2 separate regions of the Sus scrofa genome follow, and region 1 is linked to region 2. A link is a contact called in public Hi-C data. All regions are on one chromosome and are shown on one strand. Each heading gives the region's core, a stretch centred on a gene start, on an enhancer-like site or on the middle of the called end of the contact. The rest is flanking DNA. Distances are from core to core; before and after follow the strand shown.

Evidence for each region. A called contact is a pair of places that touch in the nucleus more often than the background predicts.
Region 1: a contact with region 2 is called in a Hi-C map of omental adipose tissue, with 3 times the contacts expected there. The contact joins two enhancer-like sites. A contact is called at or near these places in 1 of 5 promoter capture datasets (liver), 27 of 47 Hi-C or Micro-C datasets (adipose tissue, alveolar macrophages, blood and 16 more) and 2 of 2 datasets of contacts at active chromatin or transcription factors (alveolar macrophages and skeletal muscle).

The regions. Positions count from the first base shown.
Region 1 is chr4:97,214,180-97,220,558 of Sscrofa11.1, forward strand. No RefSeq gene overlaps it. Among named protein-coding and RNA genes, the nearest start is that of S100A11, 16 kb to the right of the region's middle. Within about 2 kb of position 4,767, at least 29 of the 83 cell types and tissues checked have an H3K27ac peak or open chromatin away from gene starts, as enhancers often do. A contact at or near this core is called in omental adipose tissue, where this site is marked.
Region 2 is chr4:96,907,390-96,913,316 of Sscrofa11.1, forward strand. No RefSeq gene overlaps it. Among named protein-coding and RNA genes, the nearest start is that of CRNN, 23 kb to the right of the region's middle. Within about 2 kb of position 1,437, at least 1 of the 83 cell types and tissues checked has an H3K27ac peak or open chromatin away from gene starts, as enhancers often do. A contact at or near this core is called in omental adipose tissue, where this site is marked.

The DNA.
Region 1 (6,379 bases), core at 3,517-6,016, 310 kb after region 2:
GCTCTCAGAGACCCCTGCACCAGCAAGAAGCACCCTCTTCTCAGGGGCTTAAGTCTCAGAGCCCCTCCTCCAACCTTCTGACAATTCCAGCCTCTCTATCCTTAGCCCTGGGGGTAACTGCTGCTTCCTGAAATTGCTGTTCTGGTATATCTAGTGTTCTCTTTACCCTTTCCGTGACCTAGTTAACAGAGGCTCTCTGCTAAATTCTTTCTGTTAAAATAACTGGTGTGTTTTTGTCTCCTACCTGATACATAGGAGAGAATGACTTTTATTCTTCACGTTGATGAAACAAGTGTATTTATAGGCTGTGATCATGGAACCCCTAGAGCTAGGGGTCAAAGAAACAGAAGAAAGGGAAAACTGTGGCCAAAGTCAGAGAGTGTACAAAAGAGGAGGCTCACGGATAGCAGGGGTGCTGGCCCAGAAGAGAAGCGGGGAAAGAGGTAAGGGTGCCTGTGGAGGAAGGCATGTTTGTGGGTGGCAGAAGTTGAGAAAAACTGTGCATAAGGGTCTGGCGTGTATCCAGGAATTAGGAAGAAAGCCCCTCTGCAGAGGTGGGAGGATGAGAAATGAGAAGCAGCATCATTAAGTGTGGAGTGGTCCCTGAGGGGAATGAAAGAATTTACTCATCAAAGACAAGGGACAGATGAGGACACAGGCTGAGGTGGAAAGAACAAAATCTATGACTCCTTGATCTTCCCCACTGGGCCCGGCCACAACTGAGGGGTGCAGCAAGGATACAAGGTGCGTCTTGAGGGTCCTGTTGGACAAACAACCACTTCAAGACACACTGAAGGGAAACGAGACTGTCACTGACTGAATGGCTAGAGTGGTCCATGGACTCCAGCCTGGGAGTTCAGGAAAACATTGTTTTTTGTTGTAAGCTTTAAAGAAACACATTTTACATTCTGAATCCCTTTTTCAGCAGTTCCATCTATTTGCAAAGATTTACATTTCATAACTCATTCTTTCTTAGGGTTCTTCTAAAGAACAAAGGGAAGACTGACTTATTTTCTTTTAAGTAGAATAAAACTCACTCTGTCTTATACTTACCATATGTATCCACTGCACTCTTGTAGAAATCTAAGTTAATTTTGAGGTCTTGGTGATCATATTTTGTTCTCTAGCATGAAAGATTTTAGGATGTAAGATGGTGGCTGAGTGGGTTAAAGACCTTGCATTGCCACTGCTGTGATGCTGCTTACTGCTGTGGCACAGGTTCAGTCCCTGGCCTGGGGAATTCCTCATGCAGCAGCCATGGCCAAAAAAAAATATAAGAAAACAGAAGAATGATGGGACTACTTGGAGGATGCTAAAAAGTGAAATAAATCATCGCTGTGATATCATCTGCTTCATCCTTCAATTTTCCTACATGGTACCCAAAGTTATTTTGGGGAGTTCCTGTTGTGGCTCAGCAAGTTAAGGACCCAGCATCTTCTCCATGAGGATGCAGGTTTGATCCTTGGCCTTGATCAGTAAGTTAAGGATCTGGCATTGCCACAAGCTGTGTGTAGGTCACAGATGCATCTCAGATCCAGTGTTGCTTTGGCTGTGGTGTAGGCTGGCAGCTGCAGCCCCAATTTGACCCCTAACCTGGGAACTTCCATATGCCTCAGGTACAGCCATAAAAAAATTTTTTCAAGTTATTTTTTGGACGTCTTCATGTATGATATTGATTTGTATTTGTTTGTTTTAGCTTTTCTTGAACACAGTTGAGAATTTAGAATTTTTTGTTTCCTTCACTTCACGGCAAAGAGAAGAAAACTGGTAAAAGAACACATCTCACAACTGTCAGAAGAATAAAAAGATAAATGAAGAGACCCATAGCAAGCTCTTTAAGGACATAGTGAAGGTGATCATGTAAGTGAAATCTCATGCTTTGACTTTTCAGGTGACCAGATCGTAGGTGAATTTACTCATACTCAGGGACTAATACACAGGACAGTAGCTGTAGTTTCACTAATGACCAGGGTTGATTCTGCCGCTCCAGCTGGCTAACTGGATGCTGCCTGCCTTCCTCACACGTCGGTATGTGTCTGTCTGTCCCAAAGCTGAATGCTTGGCAGAGGAAGATGGCATTCCCTGATAGAGAAAGCTATTATTCCACAGAAGGAATACACATAACTGTGCTGCCCTCCAAATAAGCTTGCAAGAATCAGTAAGTGAATTATATATTTCTAAAGACAAAAAGAAATATGGGCTTCTTATCCAGATAGTGATTTAGCAGGAACTATGTCACACAATAATATGCATAAACCCAAATCATCCCATTTTGCTAAAAAGACATGTGACATTCATTCATCTTATAATAGTTATGCACTAAAACTTACTTGATATATTTTCCATATCAATGCTGAAGACAGGTGTGTTTAAGAAGGCAACTGGGAAGACACAGTTGATGTAGAAATAAAAACATCCATTGGATTGATCATTTGGTGATTATAAATCTAAAAGCGAAAACGTTTTGCAATTATGGAACAAAGATCACACACATATCTATGCCTATATGTGTGTGAATGTATGTGTACATCAAAAAGCCACACACCGGGAGTTCCCATTGTGGAGCAGCGGAAACAAATCTGACTAGGAACCATGAGGTTTCGGGTTTGATCCCTGGCCTTGCTCAGTGGGTTAAGGCTCTGGCGTTGCCATGAGCGTGGTGTAGGTCACAGACTGGGCTCAGATCTGGCATTGCTGTGGCCGGCGGCTACAGCTCTGATTAGACCCCCTGGCCTGGGACTTCTATATGCTGCGGGTGTGGCCCTAAAAAGACAAAAGACAAAAAAAAAAAAAAAAGCCACACACCAAAAATAAGTAAATATATGTGTATGTATCTTCAAATCCAAGAAAATATGAAATAAATATTTGAGTTTGTTGGAGTTCCCACTATGGCTCAGTGGAAGCGAATCTGACTAGTATTCATGCGGACACAGATTCCATCCCTGGCCCCGCTCAGTGGGTTAAGGATCCGGCGAAGCCATGAGCTGTAGTGCAGTAGGTCGCATTGCTGCATTGCTGTGGCTGTGGCTTGGATTCGACCCCTAGCCTGGGAACCTCCATATGCTGTGGGTGGGGCCCTAAAAAGAGAAAAAAAAAAGAGACAAAAAATATTTTTAAAAATTTGAGTCTGCTATCTTACCGTAATTTTTAATAAAGTTTTATTTACTACTTCCTTATTTTTCTATAAATTATAAAAGGATTCAAAAGATAGATAGACAGACAGACAAACAAAAAGAGTGCACTGGACCCAGATGGTAAATGGTGATGATTCTTTTTCCTAGTATACCAAGGATTTAAGGCCTCAGGTGATACCTGTAATTTGACAACTTCTAGTTGAAACCTGTAATGAATTAGGTGTGTCCATGATATGAAATAGGTGTGTCTGCCCCCATTCCCACCACAAGCCCTGCAACCCATAGCAACTCCAGCCCCAGCAGCCGTGCCCACAGCTGGAGTCACAAGGACACCCCCTTTTGGGATTGTGGAAAATGAGGGTGGGTGGAGAGCATTTCTCTCTGGCAGCAACTTCTAAGGCAGGGCTTTCCGGCATTTTTAAAGCCCCCCAAATATGTGTGACAATGGGTGGTGCTGCCATCTCTAAATTATTAGAGTTCTGGCTGGCAATGTGTCCAAAGTTAGGAGATCAAGTGGAGCCTAACAGAGCCGGACGACCCCCCCCAGGCCTGGGACCATTGAGCTCATAGCGGCTCCACTCAGGGACCCACCCCACCCACAAGCTCCGCAGAGAGATAAAGACAGCTGCAACTCTGGCATTACGTGTCTCTGAGTCACTTCCTGGGTAGTGGTTCTGAGCCTCAACGCTGCTGCAGGCCCTAAATCCTGCATGAGCAAATGTCCTTTTTTCTACTTGGCCCATCAAAACTACTACAGTTTCCTGTCCACAGCTAGATTTCTTACTGACCAGCTTGGCTTGGCAGGGGGGAGAGAGCAGCGGGCCTTGCTCCCTAGGAGGCCACCTAGAGACAGGGTTTGTCTCTTCCGATGTGTGGGACCAGAACAGGAGACCCAGCAGGCACTCGGCCCTGCTTGTGCCTGACACCCCCTTCTCTTCCCACACACTCACTCTGTGCCTTGCAGAACTGAACTGGCACAGGATAGGTGCTCAATAAGTATTTATTGACTAAATTATCTTCCCATCTCCACATCGTGAGCCTGTTTAACATGCTTTCTTTTGTGTTTTAAATTGGCCGCTTAAAAATTGAAACAGCCAGAGTTCCCGTCGTGGCACAGTGGTTAACAAATCTGACTAGAAACCATGAGGTTGTGGGTTCAATCCCTGGCCTTGCTCAGTGGGTTGAGGATCCGGCGTTGCCCTGAGCTGTGGTGTAGGTCGAAGATGTGGCTCGGATCCCGCGTTGCTGTGGCTGTGACATAGGCCAGCAGCTGTAGCTCCGATTAGACCCTTAGCCTGGGAACCTCCATATGCCACGGAAGTGGCCCTAGAAAAGGCAAAAAGACAAAAAAAAAAAACAAAAAAAATTCAAACTGCCTTGCACTAGAAGAGGATTTTTTTTTTCCCCTGCATCCTTTAAAGAGCACCCACCAAACCACAAGGAGGAGCCACCCTCTGGATTGTAACTGGGAAATCACAGACTTTTCTGGCAGCAGGGGTTTGACTGAGAAACAGGTAATTCCTGTTCTTGGAGCTGACTGGTTTTTTTGCTTTGGCTCCAGATCAAGGGATGACTAAGCAACAGAGGGGGATTTTGCCAAGTGCCAAGAAGCTCAAAATAGAGCAAAGGGAGCTCTACAGGCTGGGCTGGAAATGAGGAAAGGGTGGCTAAAGGAAGCCAGGCAGAACAATTCCCAGCAGGCTACAGAAAAGGCTCACGTCTAGGATAAAACACAAGAATGTACCACAGGAATTCCCATCGTGGCACGGCGGAAATGAATCTGACTAGCTTCAGTAAGGACGCAGGTTCAATCCCTGACCTCACTCAGTGGGTTAAGGATCCAGCGTTGCCATGAGCTGTGGTGTAGGTTGCAGGTGCAGCTTAGATCTGATGTTGCTGTGGCTGTGTTGTAGGCAGGCAGCTGTAGCTCCAATTAAAAAAAAAAAAAAAATGCACAGCAGCATTTAACTCCTTTGTATCCATTTGATGTTTTAGGCCTGAGCAGACTTGCTGATTCACAGACCTAAGAAATAACTTGTTTCCCTATCAAAAGCTAGGAACACTTGAAAAACAATTTTGCAACATCAGTCAAAAATTTAAATGCTCATATCAGGGAAACCATTGATTTCTACTCCCAATAGTTTCTCCTCAGATATGCCTATATGAGTACATGATTTCTGGAACATTTCTGGGGGGGAGGGGGAATGAAGCTATCTAATTGTCTTTCTAAAAGCCCACTCTTAGACCTTTGATATTGTATCTGTGTTATAGAATGCTATGTAGCAATTAAGAAGAAAAAGGCTGGGAGTTCCCTTCCTGCCTCAGTGGTTAACCAATCCGACTAGGAACCATGAGGTAGCGGGTTCGGATCCCTGGCCTCACTCAGCGGGTTAACGATCCAGTGTTGCCGTGAGCTGAGATGTAGGTCGCAGACGCGGCTTGGATCCGGCATTGCTGTGACTCTGGCGAGGCCGGCAGCTACAGCTCTGATTAGACCCCCAGCCTGGGAACCTCCACATTCGCGGGTAGGGCCCTAAAAAGACAAAAAGACAAAAAAAAAAAAAAGAAGAAGAAGATAAAGGCTGAAATATATGCACTGACTGAAAACATGTGCAAAACAGATCATGTTTTAAAACAAAGTAAGTGGTGAAAGAGTGTATACAGCGTGACTCCATACATGTAATTACATGTAAAAACAAAGTAATTACTGAAAACACCTCAGGAAACTGAATATAGAGGGTAGCGGGTCTAGGAGGAATGAGAAGCTTTTGCCTTTCACTCTAAAGCCTTCTGCATTATCGGAATTTGTAACAGAAGCCTGTATTTCTTTTTCTAATAATAACGAGTTTAAAGAGAAAAATTTAAATGCATATATACAGACATATTATGATATCTAAGAAAAATACTTTATTATAAAGTATTGAAGTACTTGCTCTGACAGGTCTGATCATAGAGAGGAAGAACAGAAGGTCTGAAATTTATTATCACAGGAGAAAAACCTAAGATACGCAGTCGCTATATGCATTCGCTCTTTCATTTAAACATCTGTTCATTTCTACACTGAAAGTCAAATCTGCACTATGTGTTAATCTAAAAAAAAAAAAAAAAATTGGAGTTCCCATTATGGCTCAGTGGTTAACTGACCCGACTAGAATCCTTGAGGACATGCATTCAATCCCTGGCCTTGCTCAGTGGGTTAAGGATCTGGCGTTGCCATGAGCTGTGGTGTAGGTCACAGATGCAGC
Region 2 (5,927 bases), core at 187-2,686:
GGCAGCTGGGCCCCTCTGCTTCTGGCCCAAGTGGAGCCTCCAGTGGTACAGAGAGGTGAAGCCTTCCTCCCTCAGGAAGGGTTAAAGAGAGAAGGCTTTGAGAAGTCAGAACCTGAAGAGCAAGCTCAGGTATCCCCTGTGCCTGTCAGCCACCGCCACTTCCCACGTGCAACCACCAGGCAAAGCACTTTATATAATTCTTGCATTTAAATCAACGTTCCAAGCCCCAAAGCAAGGGAGATAGAAATAATTATCCCAATTTTACAGATGAAGAAACTGAGACCTCAAGATGTTAAGAAACTCGCTTCAAGTCGAACAGCTCATAAGAGGTGGGGCTGGCATTTGCGCCCAAGGCCATGCCCCGACGTGCTCCCCTGCAGGCCACCTTGGGCTTTTTGCCCTGAGCCTCCTGAGAAATGCCTCTGTCTGCAGTTTGTTCTTCGGAAGCAGACTCTAACCTGGAAGGACTCTTGTGGTCCTCTGTGCCCCCCTCATTTGGCGCAGGAAGAAACTAATTCAAAAGGGTTTTGTATGTATTCATTTATATTTTTTAAATTGCAATATAGTTGTAAAATGACATATGTTACAGGTGTACACTACAACGATTTGCAATTTTTAAAGGTTATATTCCTTTTACCATTATTATAAAATATTGGCTGTGTTCCCCGGGTTGTACAGTATACCCTTGTAGCTTATTTTATACCTAGTGGTTTGTACCCTCAACAGGGTTTTTTAATGTTTAGAACCTCTTAGACCTGACCAGTTCTTTTCCTATAAAAGTTCCCTTGAATAAGAATGTGGCTTCATGATAGTTCTTACTCTGTATACTGGGAGAGAACCTCAGAGTTTACATATAATTGCCTGAGTGCTCAAGTCTTCACAACAAATGTAAATGTTCATAATAAAAAATGAATTTTAAAAAAATACCCATTTTACAGCTGTGAATATTTCAGCACAGTTTAGGTAACTTGATCACAATCACACAACCGAGAGTCAGCTAAAACTATCTGTAACCTTAATCCCCCAATTCCAACCTCATAATTTTCTATGACACCTCGTTTTTTCTAAGTTGCTCTTTACCTCCAAAACCTGTGATACACCATAGGGGTGTGTGTGTGTGTGTGTGTGTGTGTGTGTGTGTGTGTGTGTGTGATGTTTATGTCTCAAGTGACAAGAATACATTTAGCTCAGAATAAAACCAGCTGGATTGGCGCAGTGACAAATGGCACCATCTGCAAGAAGGACGCTTCCTTTCCTGCTGAAACCAACTCCCAGAGCCTAAGGTTTTCCGGGGTCCTTTGCTGCCTCCCCCCACTCCCCACCCCCGGTCTGAGGTGGGCCCCTTTCTCTGTGCCTGCCTGGCCAAGCAGGGCTCTGCTCTGGGTACCAGGTCGTCCATTCCACCTCCCCAGAGCAGATCCCACCCAGCGGCAGCCTTCTCTGGAAGCCGGGAGGGGCCGGGGAGCAGCAGGGGGCCCCCTGCACACCCCTCATCCTTAATGAAGGAAAGATACAATCACCTGTCAGCCGCCTGGACCTAATTAACACCTGCTTAGTTTCGCTTGCTGATTCAGGGCACTCCTCCCAAGTGAGGCTCCTTTGGGAAAGTCTGTCACACCTTGCTAGAGGTGGGACATGGGATTAAGGTCAGTGCAGGGACAGGGGGCCTCCTGTTGGAATTCTTCTAGCATTTTCGCACCAGAACAAGAACAGGCCAGCCTCTAACTGAACAGCCCTGTTTTGAAACCCTGCCCTCCCACGCCCTGCCCAGACCAAGGGACTGCCCGCCCGGCTCACTCAGCCCTCAGGGTCTCCTATGCAAAGGTTTCTCCAAACCCCTCTCACATGAGTATCCATTCCTTCTCCCCAGTCAGAAGAATCTCCAAAACTTGAAACAGGGCGGGGAGGTCTGGCTCAGAGCCCAGTACCCAAATCTGGAACCTTCTCTACTTGAACTCAGCCCCTCAGGTCATGGCTCCACTTTCACAATCCCATACCCGTTCTCATCTCCTCCCTGAATTCACACCCTTTGGAATGACACCAGAATTCATCTGAATTATTTGAATAAGGAATAGGCAGGTAAATAAACACGATCATTACAGAGTGTGATAAGCACAAAGACGACAACAAATAGGATAATGAGTCTGATGAGTCGAGACTGGCTGCAGGGGCTGGGGTGGTGCCACTCGAGCTACAGGAGACCCAGAAACGCCACTTCCCATGCACACACTGTAGCCTGGCACATACCATCTCTCCACCCTCAGCCACTCCCCGCCACCCACCTCCAGCATCTGTGACTTCCCTCCATAGTTCTTCAAACTCTTTGATATGGTTTATTTACTGTGTTGCCTGGTGTGAGTCTAACCAACTTTAATGTCAACTCCATGACGGTATGGATTTTGTATGTTTTGTTCATCCCTCCCTCCCGGAACAGGTTTGACACACAGAAAGTAGGTAACAAACAGTCATTGAATAAGTTAAAATGGCCTCCATTTCTCCTTGGCAAGAACATGAGCCGACCATCCAGAAGGAGTCGGCTTTCCAGATCCTCAGCCAGACTTCTCAGAGAAGTCTTGGGCAGGGTCACCTCTCTGATCTTCCAGAACCAAGAGGAAGGGTACAGCTCCTCTACTGTAGGCCACGCAGCAGGAGCGGATGCCCAGAATGCAGGACCCACGCTTCTGAAAAAGAGTCTACTCTCATTTTGCTTGTTTCTTCCCTTTCTTTTACATTGATCTCTCCACTGAATTACCAAACACATTCTGAAGCTGTGCCCACCTGTCTCAGTCTCCTTGTCCACTGTTTAATCTAAGCCACTCTGGTCTCTGCCTGGACCACTGCAGTAGCCTCCCAGCGGGGCTCTACTCCTCCTCTGAGCCCTCCCAGTTCAAGCTCATGCAGCCTCCAGAGTTCTCATTTTAAAACATGAAATAACAGTATCTTCTCCAAGTTCCCAGTGTGGCTCAGCAGAAATGAATCTGAGTACCATCTATGAGGACGCAGGTTCAATCCCTGGGCTCGCTCAGTGGGTTAAGGATCCAGTGTTGCCATGAGTTGTGGTATAGGTCACAGATGTGGCTCGAATCCAGCATTGCTGTGGCTGTGGTGTAGGCTGGTGGCTGCAGCTCTGATTAGACCCCTAGCCTGGGAACCTCCACATGCCAAGCGTGCGGCCCTAAAAAAAAAAAAAAAAAAAAAAAAAAGAGTCTCTTCTCTCTGCTTAAAACCCTTCAGTGGTTTTTCTTGGCTCTAAAGATAAAATCCAAACTCCCTGAACCTTACCCCCTTCCTCCCCGGCCCTCACTTTCTACACTCAGACCCCGTTAGCCTCTTCTCTCTCTCTCTCTCTCTCTCTCTCTTTTTTTTTTTTTTTTTGGTTGTTTTTTATTACTCAAATGAATTTATCACATCTGTAGTTGTATAATGATCATAACAATCCAATTTCAAAGGATTTCCATCCCACAGCCCAGCCTCTTCTCTCTTTTTAAATACAGATCTTCTTTGACTTGTAGTAGAGGTGTCCATTGTAAGTGGCCACTGAGTCCAAAGAAAGACTCATGGTGAGTTGAAAACATCATAAGTTGAAAAATGCATTTAATACACCGAATCTGCCGAGAATCATGGCTGAGCTTAGACTACACTAAATGTGCTCAGAGCATGTATATGAGCCTGCAGTTGGGTAAAATCATCTCACACAAAGTCTAGATCATAATAAAGTACTGCATATCTCACATAAGGTATTGAATGCGGCACTGAAGTGAGAATTGGAGTGGTGTGTGGGTACAGAATGGCTGTGAGGGTGTCACCTGTTTACCCTTGTGATCGTTGACAGAGCTGCGGCTCCCCAGTATCACGGGAGACTCATACCACATATGGCAAGTCTGGGAAAAGATGGAAATTCAAATTTCAAGCTATGGTTTCTACCAAATGCTTATCTTTTTCACAGCATTACAAAGTTGAAAAATCGTAAGTTGAGGAGTGCCTGTCGTGGCTCAGCGGAAATGAATCTGACTAGCATCCATGAAGACGCAGGATTGATCCCAGGCCTCGCTCCGTGGGTTAAGGATCCAGCGTTGCCGTGAGCTGTGGTGTAGACTGGTGGCTACAGCTCCAATTCGACCCCTAGCCTGGGAACCTCCATATGGCAGTTACGGCCCTAAAAAGACAAAAGAAAAAAAAAAAAAAGAAAAATCAAAAGTCAAAACTTTGTAAGTCAGGGACCATCTCTACGTGGAGTTTTTCCCATTTGTTTTGAGGTTTCCCTCTTCCCATGATGCACTTTCTCATCTTTCAGCCTCTGCACAAATGTTACCTTCTTGGGAAGGCCTTAGGGGCCTGGCCACCTGAAAGAGGGTCCCTTCAGATACAGCTGCTCTGTCTCACACCATCACGTTTACTTCCTTCCCAATCCTACATCCTCTGTAACTATCTTGTGTGTGTGTGGATTGTCTGCCTCTCTCACGAGTGGAAGCTCCATCAGGGCCGAGCTCATTGTCTCTTCAATTCATCTCCCTTCTCTGGATGCCTCACAAGTGATTGGTGCTCAATGAATATTCTTTTGAAAGAATGGGTGCAGGGGCCTCTGCTTCTTCACAGCTCATCGACATTTATCCATTGGCTCCGGCGGCGACCTTTCCATCCTTCTTGGCCCCTTACAGGCCTTTGCCACTTTTGACATCCCCTCAAGGGGAGGCACCTTCTCCCACACAAGGCTGATGGCTCCATGTCCTTGTGAGCCTCCGTGACTTGGCTTTTCCCTTTGACCAATACGCTCCTCCAACTCTTCAGTGTCAGGGAACCCCTCATCCATCCTTCAACGTGAAGTTCAAACGTGATTCTTTGAGGTGTTTGCAGATCCCTGACATCTCACCTCTACCTTTAGGTGCCAGTAGATGACATCATTAATAGAACACTTATCATGCTGTGCTTCGTTGTTGTTGTTGTTATTGCTATTTTATGCTTCCGCCTCCTGGTGGACCGTGGCATCTTCTTGAAGAGAGGGGTCTGTCTTATTCACCACTTTATTCCCAAGACTTCTCAGAGCACATGACCATAGTAGATGCTCAGCATATGTGAGTGGAACTTCTTAGGAGTCTGAGCTGTTTATTACATGATCTCTCAGCTCCTGGACTATCTTTGGTCCCTTCAATGACTCTTCTCCTCTGTTACCTTCTAAATGCGAAACTTCCTGAATTTCTCCTCCCAAACCTCATGCTTTTCTGCACTCTTTTCCATGGAGTGTCAGAGTTTAAAGCAGCTCTTCAATTCCCAGCACACAGGAAGTCCTGCCATGTTGAGTCTCTTCCTTAGCCCTGAGCCCAGCCCTGTCAGTGACCTCTCCAGCCCTCTGCCCAGCCAGGCAGCCTCAGTGGACAGATCTTATTATTAAAGGGGTCTCTGAAGAACCATTCTGACACTCAACACAGACACCTTGTGCAACAGAAATGGGATACACATTTCTGCTCCATGCCAGGAGGGCATGACCTTAGGAAATGACTACTCAAGACTCTTGGGGCTGCTGCTCTTTGGGATGAAACTGGGAAGGATGAGGCCAAAGGAAATCCAGTCCAGAGGGTCACTCTGTCTCTCAGCTCCTGAAGCTGGATTTTAGATACTGATTCCAATGAGACAGTATATTTGTAAATGCATGATCAGGCCCCATAGCACAAGCTGACAAACAAACCCTTTGAACTCAATGTGGCCACCAAGCACTTAGCTCCACTCTCTATGGCACGGTTCTTAGAACTATACAATATATATATAATTATAGACCTATATAATAGGTCTGCCTGGGTGATTTCAGGAAAAAGTCAAGCAGGTCCAGTCCTAGAATAACTAGAATTAGGGTCCTAAACTCCCACCCATAACACATCTTAGCTCTCACTTCTTTGCCCTGAGCCTGGATGGGTGCTATTCTGAATCTGAGT